Regions from separate parts of the Mus musculus genome. Here region 1 is linked to region 2. The links are chromatin contacts, called in public HiCAR-type maps. All regions are on one chromosome and are shown on one strand. Each heading gives the region's core, a stretch centred on a gene start, on an enhancer-like site or on the middle of the called end of the contact. The rest is flanking DNA. Distances are from core to core; before and after follow the strand shown.

Region 1 (4,504 bases), core at 1,472-3,971, 89 kb after region 2:
CGAACTCACAATAATCTGCCTGCCTCTGCCTCCTGGTGTGCTGGGATTAAAAGTGTGCTAACCACACTCAGCAAGACCCTTCTTTAAAATAACACACACAGACAAACAAACAACAACAACAGAAAACCAAATTCCTCCACCACCATCTAGGAGAATCCCCTAGCCACATCTGATGTCATCTTTAAAAAAAAAAAAGATTTATTTATTTTATGTATATGAGTACACTGTAGATGTCTTCAGACACAGCACAAGAGGACATCAGATCCCATTACAGATGGTTGTGAGCCACCATGTGATTGCTGGGAATTGAACTCAGGACCTTCAGAAGAGCAGTCAGTGCTCTTAACTGCTGAGCCATCTCTCCATCCCCTGATGTCATCTTTTAGTAACCTCTGTTCACTTTGGAATGTAGAAGAAGCCCAGAGGCTATGATGGGTCATCATCATCATGTTCCACCAACTACATAGTATCCCAGCATGGTGAAACCACTGCCTTTCTCAGGTAAATAAACAGCACCAAGCAAGCAGCCTGGTTAAATGAGGTGGAGCACATACAGACATTAAGGTAAGACGGGGACTTATTAGTAGGAGGAAGGGACACAAGAGGGTGGGGATGAGTGAGGACAATGAGAAGATAACCAAGTCCCCTCCAGCCCCACGGTCCCCCCTCCACCTCTTATTTTCCTTGAGATTTGTTTGTTGAAGCTATGTTCTTTGTGCTTTGTATGAACATGTGTCCTTTAAAGAAATCGGACACCTGACCAACTTTAGGAGCAGATAGGATCTGATGCTGCAGTGGGGAGGGCACTGGGAATTAAACCCAGGTGTGCTGATTAGTCTTGTAAACTTGACACATACTGGAGTCACCCAGAAACAGAAAGCTTCATCAGCTTGGTCGTGGGGGCACTTTCTTGATTAATGGTTGCCATGGGAAACTCTAGCCCACTGTGGGCGGTGTCATCCCTAGGCAGGTTGTGGCTGAGTGAGCCTAGGTGCAAGTCAGTGAGCAGCATCTTCATAGTCTCTGCTTCCGTTCCTGGGCTCAGGTTCCTGCCTTAAGTGTTGTTCAGGCCTCCTGAGATGGTAGTCGATTGCCCAGAATTGTAAGGTGAAAGAAATCCTTTCCTCTCCTACTTACTGTTAATCAAAGTATTGTTTTGGTGTTTTGCTTTGCTAAAGATTTATTTAGCTGAGCGTGATGGCATATGCCTTTAATCCCAGCACATGGGAGGCAGAGGCAGGTGGATTTCTGAGTTTGAGGCCAGCCTGCTCTACAGAGTGAGTTCCAGGACAGCCAGGGCTACACAGAGAAACCCTGTCTCAAAAAACAAAAACAAACAAACAAACACCCAGAAACACCCCCCCCCAAAAAACCAAAAGATTTATTTATTATTATATGTAAGTACACTGTAGCTGTCTTTAGACCAGAAGAGGGTGTCAGATCTCGTTAAGGATGGTTGTGAGCCACCATGTGGTTGCTGGGATTTGAACTCAGGACCTTCGGAAGAGCAGTCAGTGGTCTTAACTGCTGAGCTATCTCCCCAGCCCCCAAAGTATTATGTGTTTGTTTGCTCGCTTACTTTGTTTTGTTTTTGAGATAGGGTTTCCTTGTGTAGCTTTGGCTATCTTGGAGCTTGCTCTGTAAATCAGGCTGGCCTTGAACTCACAGAGATGCATCCACCTCTGCTGTGATTAAAGGCATTCACCACCACTGCTTGGTTAGAGCATTTGATCACAGTGACAGGAAGCAAATGAGAACACAAGACTTCACCAATGCCCTGCAAGCATTCCACCATTGAGACACATCCCCGTGTGTGTGTGTGTGTGTGTGTGTGTGTGTGTGTGTGTGTGTGTGTGTGTGTGTGTGAGAGAGAGAGAGAGAGAGAGAGAAAGAGAGAGAGAGAGAGCCGTTTATTTTTAATACTGAGTCTTTAAAATCAGTAGGTATCTTCCATGCATGGCACCTTCCTGTGAGAGCAACTATGAACTGGGCTAAGGTTGCAGTAGTCACAGGACCTCACCTCTCATACAGCAACATGGGATCAGCACAGGGCAGAATGCACTTTGCAAACACAGGCGCTCTCAACAGGGTTGTACTCACAGCCTTGCTAAATTCCAGCCTCTTTACTGCCCAACCCCCCTCTGGACCTCCTCAGAGAGGGCTAGCCAGCCCCAGGTCCCAGAGACCACCCCTGGGCTGGGCTGGGCAAAGGGATAGCCCCAATATTGTCCTTCTCCCTTCCTGCCCCCTACCTAGCCTGCCATACTTTCCTGACTACTAAACACTTTGGTGGGTGAACTTTCCCTGGAAGGAGACTGAGGGATCGTTCTGTGGCCCTCTGAGGCAGGAGAGGAAACTGAGGCAAACCACTCCTGAAGTTGAGCTGCGGGGGGCTTCCATGTGGACGACTGGCAGCTGAGGGTCTCCAGATGCCCCTGAGGTGGCTGGGCCTGGTCTTCACCAGGCAGACTGAGTACCAGGCTCTCTCCAGGCAGGAGCCAGTCACTGCAGAAAAGGACTGGAAAAGAGCCTTTGCGGTTGTTGGGTAGTCTGCCAGAGTCGACCCTGGACCTCAATTGAGAGGTGAGTTTTGAAGGCCGGGGATAAAAATAACAGCCATTAGCTGGGCTGAGTGCTTCATCTGGCCACTCAGAGCAGCCCCAAGGTGGCAGTCCTCATGTCCTCCTCCTGCAGATCAGCGAGCAGTGCCTCCTCCGCCAGCTGTGGAGAGGTTCGCCTGCCTCCATACAACCCAGCAGAACTGTCCCCAGCTTCCAGGTTCTATGAGACCTCTGGCAAGGTCACACAGAATGGACCTTTGTGTGTCCCCTCCAACTCTCATCTTCCTTCCTTGGCTCCCTGCCAGGTTCACTGTCTCTCCCCTCCCCCCGCCACGCCAACTGTCTCCCCAGGTTTCCACGGGCTTCAGCTAGACCCTTCAGGACTCTGAATAAGACTAGTGTTTCTTCCTGATTGCAGCTCACACCACCACTCAGAACAGCCCCAGTGATGGTCAGCTCACCTTGGGCAATGTGGCTGGGTCTGGAGTTGCCTTCAGTGTTCTATCTCTGTGACAAAATCCCCTTTAAAATTAACTAAATAGGGGGAGAGGTGTATTTTGAGATGGGTTTGGGGGGGGGTGATGGGATGGGTAGAAACAGGACTTCACGCAGCTCAAACCATCTTCAAATGACTCCTGTAGTTAAAAATAACCTTAAACGCTGGCCCCTGGGCTGGAGAGATGGCTCAGCGGTTAAGAGCATTGACTGCTCTTCCAGAGGTCCTGAGTTCAAATCCCAGCAACCACATGGTGGCTCACAACCATCCGTAATGAGATCTGATGCCCTCTTCTGATGTGTCTGAAGACAGCTACAGTGTACTTACATATAATAATAAATAAAATCTTTAAAAATCAAATCAAAACAAAACAAAACAAACAAACAAACAAAAAAAAAACGCTGGACCTTCCTGCTCCCACCTCTCAAGTGCTGGGATTACAAGTGGGTACCACCCCACCTGGTCTGGCACAGGGAATTGTACCTGGGACCTTTGTGTCTCAGACAAGCACTCTACCATCTTAGCCACGGCCTCAGCCTGAAGGGTAGATTTTGGCTCTTGGTTTTCAAGGTTCTCCCCCATAGTAAGCTCCTTTTAGGTCTCTGGGCATCAGACGGTGTGCACACACTCAGCAAAGGTTCTACCTCAGGGTAGCTTTCAAGAGCCTACCCCTGAGGACCTCCCGATGACCCACCTCCAGGTGACCTGACTCCTGAAGGTTCTACCACCTCTCTCTCAACACTGTCACACACTGGCAGCAAAGCCTTTAACCAGAGGGACCTTTGGAGGAATGTTCTGGCTGCAAATCATGTCATGACCATAGGCTGAGATGCTGCGAGCCCAGAGCTTGGAGCTGTGACAATATTGCTAGAGTCTCTGCTTCATCTCCAGCTCCCTACCTCCCCACCCACCCCTGTCACTCACTGTCACCTCCCCTTCTCCCAGGACCCCTTAGTAGACCTAGCATCTTTGGTCCTCAGCCTGCATCCTCTGCCAGCCACCAGTGTGTGGCAAAGCCCAACGAGGAAGGGAAAGCCTCCTTGTCCACGCCTTCCCGACAGGGCCCAGGCCATAAATAGCCCCTTTCCTTTTCTCCTCTGTGAGCCCCATTGCCCATGCCCTGCCTCCCCTCACCTGTCAGAAGGGACTGGAATCTGTCCATCCCTTCTACTCCCTGTCATTAACCTGTCTGCTTCCCCACTGCCCACCCTGAGACTTCTCGCAGGCTTGACAGGTCCTCAGCCCCAGGCTGCCCCCTCCCTTTCCCGCTGTCTCCTCCGGCTTCCTTCGGGGGCCTTGAGACTTGAGGATTGACAAGGGTCTGTGAGCTCTCATCGCCCACCCCACGTCAGCCCACTCAGCCACCAGAGCAAAGCTTCCTGGAGTCCACCCTCCTTCCTACTTCTGCTCCCAGGCTGCCTGCCGTGCTCCTGCTGCCTGCAAGAAA
Region 2 (4,793 bases), core at 1,736-4,235:
CCCAAAGTCAGAAAATGTCTGAGTCCGTTTATAGAACATTTTCAACATGACAGAGCTATAAAGGTGCAGCTGATGATGAAGAGGGCACAGTTGGCAGAGACCAGGGACAGTGAGAGGGAGTGTGGTGCAGGCAGGTTCCTCCAGTGACGAGAAGTCATGATGAGTCCATAGATCCACATGAAATGAGCCATGCAGAACTACACAGACACGTGCCCTCCCGGAGGTAACAATACAGAACCGAGTGAGCCTCTCAGCCCGGTCCCCACTGCGCTGCCCTCAGGGAACCACTCTGATGTAGTCAAGGAGGATGTCACCCATGGAAGGAGCCTGCACCTTCTACACCAGGTCTGAACCTCCTGTGGGTCTCAATTTGTTTCAGAGGGTTTGTTTTTGTATCTGGCTTTGTTTTCTGCTTTTAGATTTTTTTTTTAAGATTGTATTTTATGTGTATGAGTATTTTACCTGCATTAATGTTAGGTGCACCACATGTGGACCTGGTGCTCTTGGAGACCACAAGAGAGTGTCAGGTGCTCTGGAAGCACAGTTGCCACCAGATGGTTGTGGGCGCTGAGAAATGAACCTGGGTCTTCTGCAAGAGGAACAAGTGCTAACTGTTGAGTCCTCTCCCTCGCCTAAAATAGATCTTTAAAGTCTACAGCATGCAGAGATGCATACTGGCTTGTTACAAGGGTTAAAAAAATTACCATGGTGCTATATCTACACCCCCATCTCCACTGCCCGAGGCTGGCCTTAAATTCTTGTGTCCTGTGTTCAAGGGCTCCTCCTGTGCTGGGGCAGAGGTCAGTTGGTAGAGTGCTTACCTAGCATGCCTGAAGCCCTAGGTTTGGCTCTCAGCACCCCAGAGAATTGAAAACAGGGTTCAACATCATCTCCTGCTACAAAGCAAGTTCAAGGCCAGACTGGGCTCTATGAGATTCTATCTCAAGAAGGAAGAAAAAAAATCTTCCTGAGCAGCATCTCAGAGCCTAAGCCCAGCATCCAGCTTGGGGTGCTTTTTAAGGGAAGAGAGAAAGGTGAGTGAGGTCGGTCATACAGAAACCCAGTGTAGGGTGAGGGAGGGACGGCTCGTCAGCACGTAAGGAGCCGTCCATCATCAAACTTCCATAATGAAGGCAGAATATCAAAACCTCCGCCAAAGCTGAGACCCAGTGACCGAGCCAAGGCCCAAAGGAGAGACTGTCTCCCTATCTTGCAGAAAAGCATCTGAGTGGCAAAACCCGGGAAGGGAAAACTGAGGCTGGCCTCAGTGCCAGGCGCTTCCGTCCTAGACATTGGAACTAGCTCTACACTGCCTCTATGCAAGCTTCCTAGGACTGCCTTCAAAATGTCCTCAGATGCCTTTGTGACATTCCTTCACAGGACAGTGCTGCTGTTTGAAAGGCGCTCCCGATGACACCCTCAGAAACATCAATCGAGGAAGGCTCTATGCAGGGCTTTGGGACCAAAAACAGTGTTATCTGGCATCAATTGAAAAAAAAAATCTCAAAGATACTCCAAAGATACTATGAAATAGAATTTTTTTTAGCTGATTAAAAATAAAAAATTCAGCAGGGTGTAGTGGCGCACGCCTTTAATCCCAGCACTCAGGAGGCAGAGGCAGGCGGATTTCTGAGTTTGAGGCCAGCCTGGTCTACAGCGTGAGTTCCAGGACAGCCAGGGCTACACAGAGAAACCCTGTCTCGAAAAACCAAAAACCAAAAACCAAACAAACAAACAACCAAACAAACAAATTCCCAGTGACTCTGAGTGTTCTGCATGCCCATGTTAGAGACTCTGGGGCAAATGCCTGTTTGGTTTATAAGAAGCATCTGACTGACAGAGGCAATGGAAATGTACCAGCTAATTCTGACAGCTCCTTTGTACAGTCAGTGGCTGAGACGGATCAGTGAGTGGAACACTGACTGTGAGCCAAGGCAGAAGCCCTGGCCCCTGCTGTGGCCTGCGCTGCCACAGGGGCATGGGCAGGGAGCTCTATCAGGGAAGGCAGGGTCGGGCCTTCCAGATGCTCCCTCCACAGCGCCAAAGCTCGCCCACCCTGAACACGCCAGCCAAGGAAGCCAGAAGGCCTGTGCTATCAATGACTCCAACTTTAAGGCTCATGACATCAGCTTGCCCTCTGACCTCTATGTGGAATGGATCTTACAGATAAAGGGTAACAGGAAGGGTGATTTTGCAAAATCTTACCAGTACACCAAAACCCACACTCAAAAGTCCTGGTGTTTGTTTATCTGTGTACATGTGCCGTAAGTGTGCACCATGTGCACGTGGGCGGAGACCAGACGAGGCTGTCAGGTATCCTCTGTCGCTCTTGGCCTTTCTCTCTTGGGACAGGTCCCTTGCTGAACCTGGGGCTCACTATTTTCTGGCTAGAATGACAGCAAGCTGGGTTACCGATATGCAAGGCCACATCTGGCTTTTTATTTACAATGTGCTGGGGAGCCAAACACAGGTCCTTATGATTGCAACAGAAAGGTCTCTACCCACTGAGCTATCTTAAAGCCCTAGTTTGGTTTTTGCTTGTTTTGTTTTTAGACCAGGTCTCCTCTCCGTCCCCAGTGCTGGGATTAAAAAGTATGGCAAGTTTGGGGGTTCGACTGCTATTAAAGGTGTGTAATCAATAGTACAGCTAGCCAACGGCCACTGACGCCTTGTCTTTCTGCAGTCTCTGTACTAACTGATCCCAGCACAGTCCCTTAGCCTCCAGCCCCCAGCCCCAGGCTTCAGATCATGCAGACAGTAAAGCCAAGCACTTGCTTGGCTCCCCAGTGGCCCACCTGCCTTAAGTGCTGTCACCCCACCTCCCACCGTTTGCCTGACAACTCTGAAGAGGCCAGGTCTCAAGCTGGCACTTTGTCCCCGACCCTGAGTCAGGTGGTAGAGCTAGAGTCTGAACCTTACCGAGCTGGACCTGAACAGGTGAGCTGGTGTTTATCTTGGGAGCAGAGCAAAGGCGTGTACTGTCCTGTTGCCATGGCCTCTGAGGCACAAGGTTAGCAACCAGAAGTGTGCACACTTTCAAAAGGTACAGTGTAGGGCTAGAAACGTGGCTCCGTGGGTAGAACTGTTGCTTAGAACAGCACCCTAAGTTCCATTCCTAGTACTATATAAACCAGATGTGGGGGCTCATGTCTGTAATCCCATAGAAGGCTTAGAAGTTTAAGACTAGCGTTGGCTACACAGTGAGCTGAGGCCAGCCTGGGGTGTGTAAGATTGTTTCAACAAAATTAAATGCGTAAGTAAGTAAATAAATAGATTATAGTACTGCATATGGTCTGGCATTCACACAGGGGTCTAGGCAACCCCCCAAACCTCCCATGCATAGCACTCCCATAGAGAAAAATGTAGCTCACTTGCCTCGGTAAAACCTTTAAAGGTTATAATTAGTCTCACATCAATTCAGGTCAGATTTTGGCTGCAAAATGAGTCTGCTGCTGACTAAGGAGGAATTTCTGGGGTTTCTGCAAGATCTGGAGTCTCCTGTGGTGGAGAAGGAACATGGCTAGGGAGGCTTTGCAACACAAGGACTGACTTCCACACTTACAACATTCCCCCCAAACTACTCAGCACTGACAGGAGTGGACTCCCCAGTGACCAAGGCCTCTGGCCTCCTGTCTGAGCCTCAACAGCAGAAGCCCTGTCACCCTACACGTGTGAGGTGAGCACATATCTGAGTGCCCAGGTGCTTCTCCTCTGTCCTGATCGTTATGGTAACAAGACCACTAACTCTCACCTCACCAAAAACATCACCACCACCTTGGGCCCCACCCACTCCAGCAGAACCTGGCAGTGCTCAGCTCAGCATTCCTGTTTCCCACATTCTCTAGGTCCATGATGCCAGGCACAGAGTAGGGACATGGGAAGAGGCAACTGCGAGCTACTGAGCAATGCAGAGCCTGGCCTTGTAGCCACCCAGCACGCTCTGTGGGCTCTGTCATCTGGACCCTCCGCACTGCTGACACTTTGCGGCTTGGCTTGAGCAGGAGTGTTCTGCTGGAAGGAGGTATGGAGAGAGCAAAGGATGGAAGCTGGATTACATCCACCGTCTTCTAGCCTGAGAAGGCCACACCAAGTAGAGCAATGGACTATTACAGGGGTGGAGAGGCACAGCACCATGAAGGCAAGTTTATGAAAACAGACTCTGTCACCAGCTGTCACTCAAGCAAGGGGAGAGTCACTGTCAGAATAAGGAAGTTCCCTGAGTTAGAGACACTCACCACAGGTGGGCTCACACCTGATTTCTCCATGACAACACTGTAAACTTCTGGAGGTCAAAGTTCATGTTTCAGGGCACCTGCTTTGGGGACTGGAATGTTCTGCCCTGTCCCCTACTGCCTACACATGGCCACCTTCTGTCAGATCCACAGTCTTTTCTCTCACGGCCTTTTCCACTATCATGCTATCTGGCTGGATGACAGTGACACGAGGCTGGAATGTATCTGCTGAACACTGATTTGGGGACATGGGCATGGCATGGACAATGGTGTGGAGCCAGCCTGTGCCCTCCTGATGTTTCGGTAGGCTTGTGCCAACAAGGCCTCACTCAGGAGCAGTTGAACAGGCCACTTGTGACAGATACTATGCAGCTCATAAAGGCCTTGGCCACATGCAAAGGAGACTTAACTGGTCAGAGCACCCAGACAGATGAGTGCTCTGGGCAGAGACCCTCCGGTGGCCACCATGACAAAGGACAGGGCTCATGTTGAGCCTCAGGCCTGTGGCTAATGGGAAAGAAGGAAACAAGCTTGGGGTAACCCAGCTCTCAAAACAGGGGG

The links. HiCAR-type assays count read pairs that join an accessible place to other places.
Region 1: a contact with region 2 is called in a HiCAR-type map of PVALB interneurons, with 2.4 times the contacts expected there. The contact joins two enhancer-like sites. A contact is called at or near these places in 17 of 39 promoter capture datasets (the 3T3-L1 cell line, 3T3-L1-derived adipocytes, the C10 cell line and 10 more), 4 of 15 datasets of contacts at CTCF or cohesin (the NIH/3T3 cell line, embryonic stem cells, large pre-B cells and 1 more), 80 of 484 Hi-C or Micro-C datasets (the AML12 cell line, B cells, the Ba/F3 cell line and 47 more), 14 of 115 datasets of contacts at active chromatin or transcription factors (the HPC-7 cell line, PVALB interneurons, astrocytes and 8 more) and 3 of 9 other capture datasets (adipose tissue, liver and pancreatic islet).

The regions. Positions count from the first base shown.
Region 1 is chr15:79,474,765-79,479,268 of GRCm38.p6, forward strand. No RefSeq gene overlaps it. Among named protein-coding and RNA genes, the nearest start is that of Gm41359, 11 kb to the left of the region's middle. Within about 2 kb of position 2,722, at least 3 of the 459 cell types and tissues checked have an H3K27ac peak or open chromatin away from gene starts, as enhancers often do. A contact at or near this core is called in PVALB interneurons, where this site is marked.
Region 2 is chr15:79,385,421-79,390,213 of GRCm38.p6, forward strand. The region is part of intron 1 of Tmem184b (transmembrane protein 184b); the gene reads right to left. Among named protein-coding and RNA genes, the nearest start is that of Gm52190, 9.1 kb to the left of the region's middle. Within about 2 kb of position 2,986, at least 49 of the 459 cell types and tissues checked have an H3K27ac peak or open chromatin away from gene starts, as enhancers often do. A contact at or near this core is called in PVALB interneurons, where this site is marked.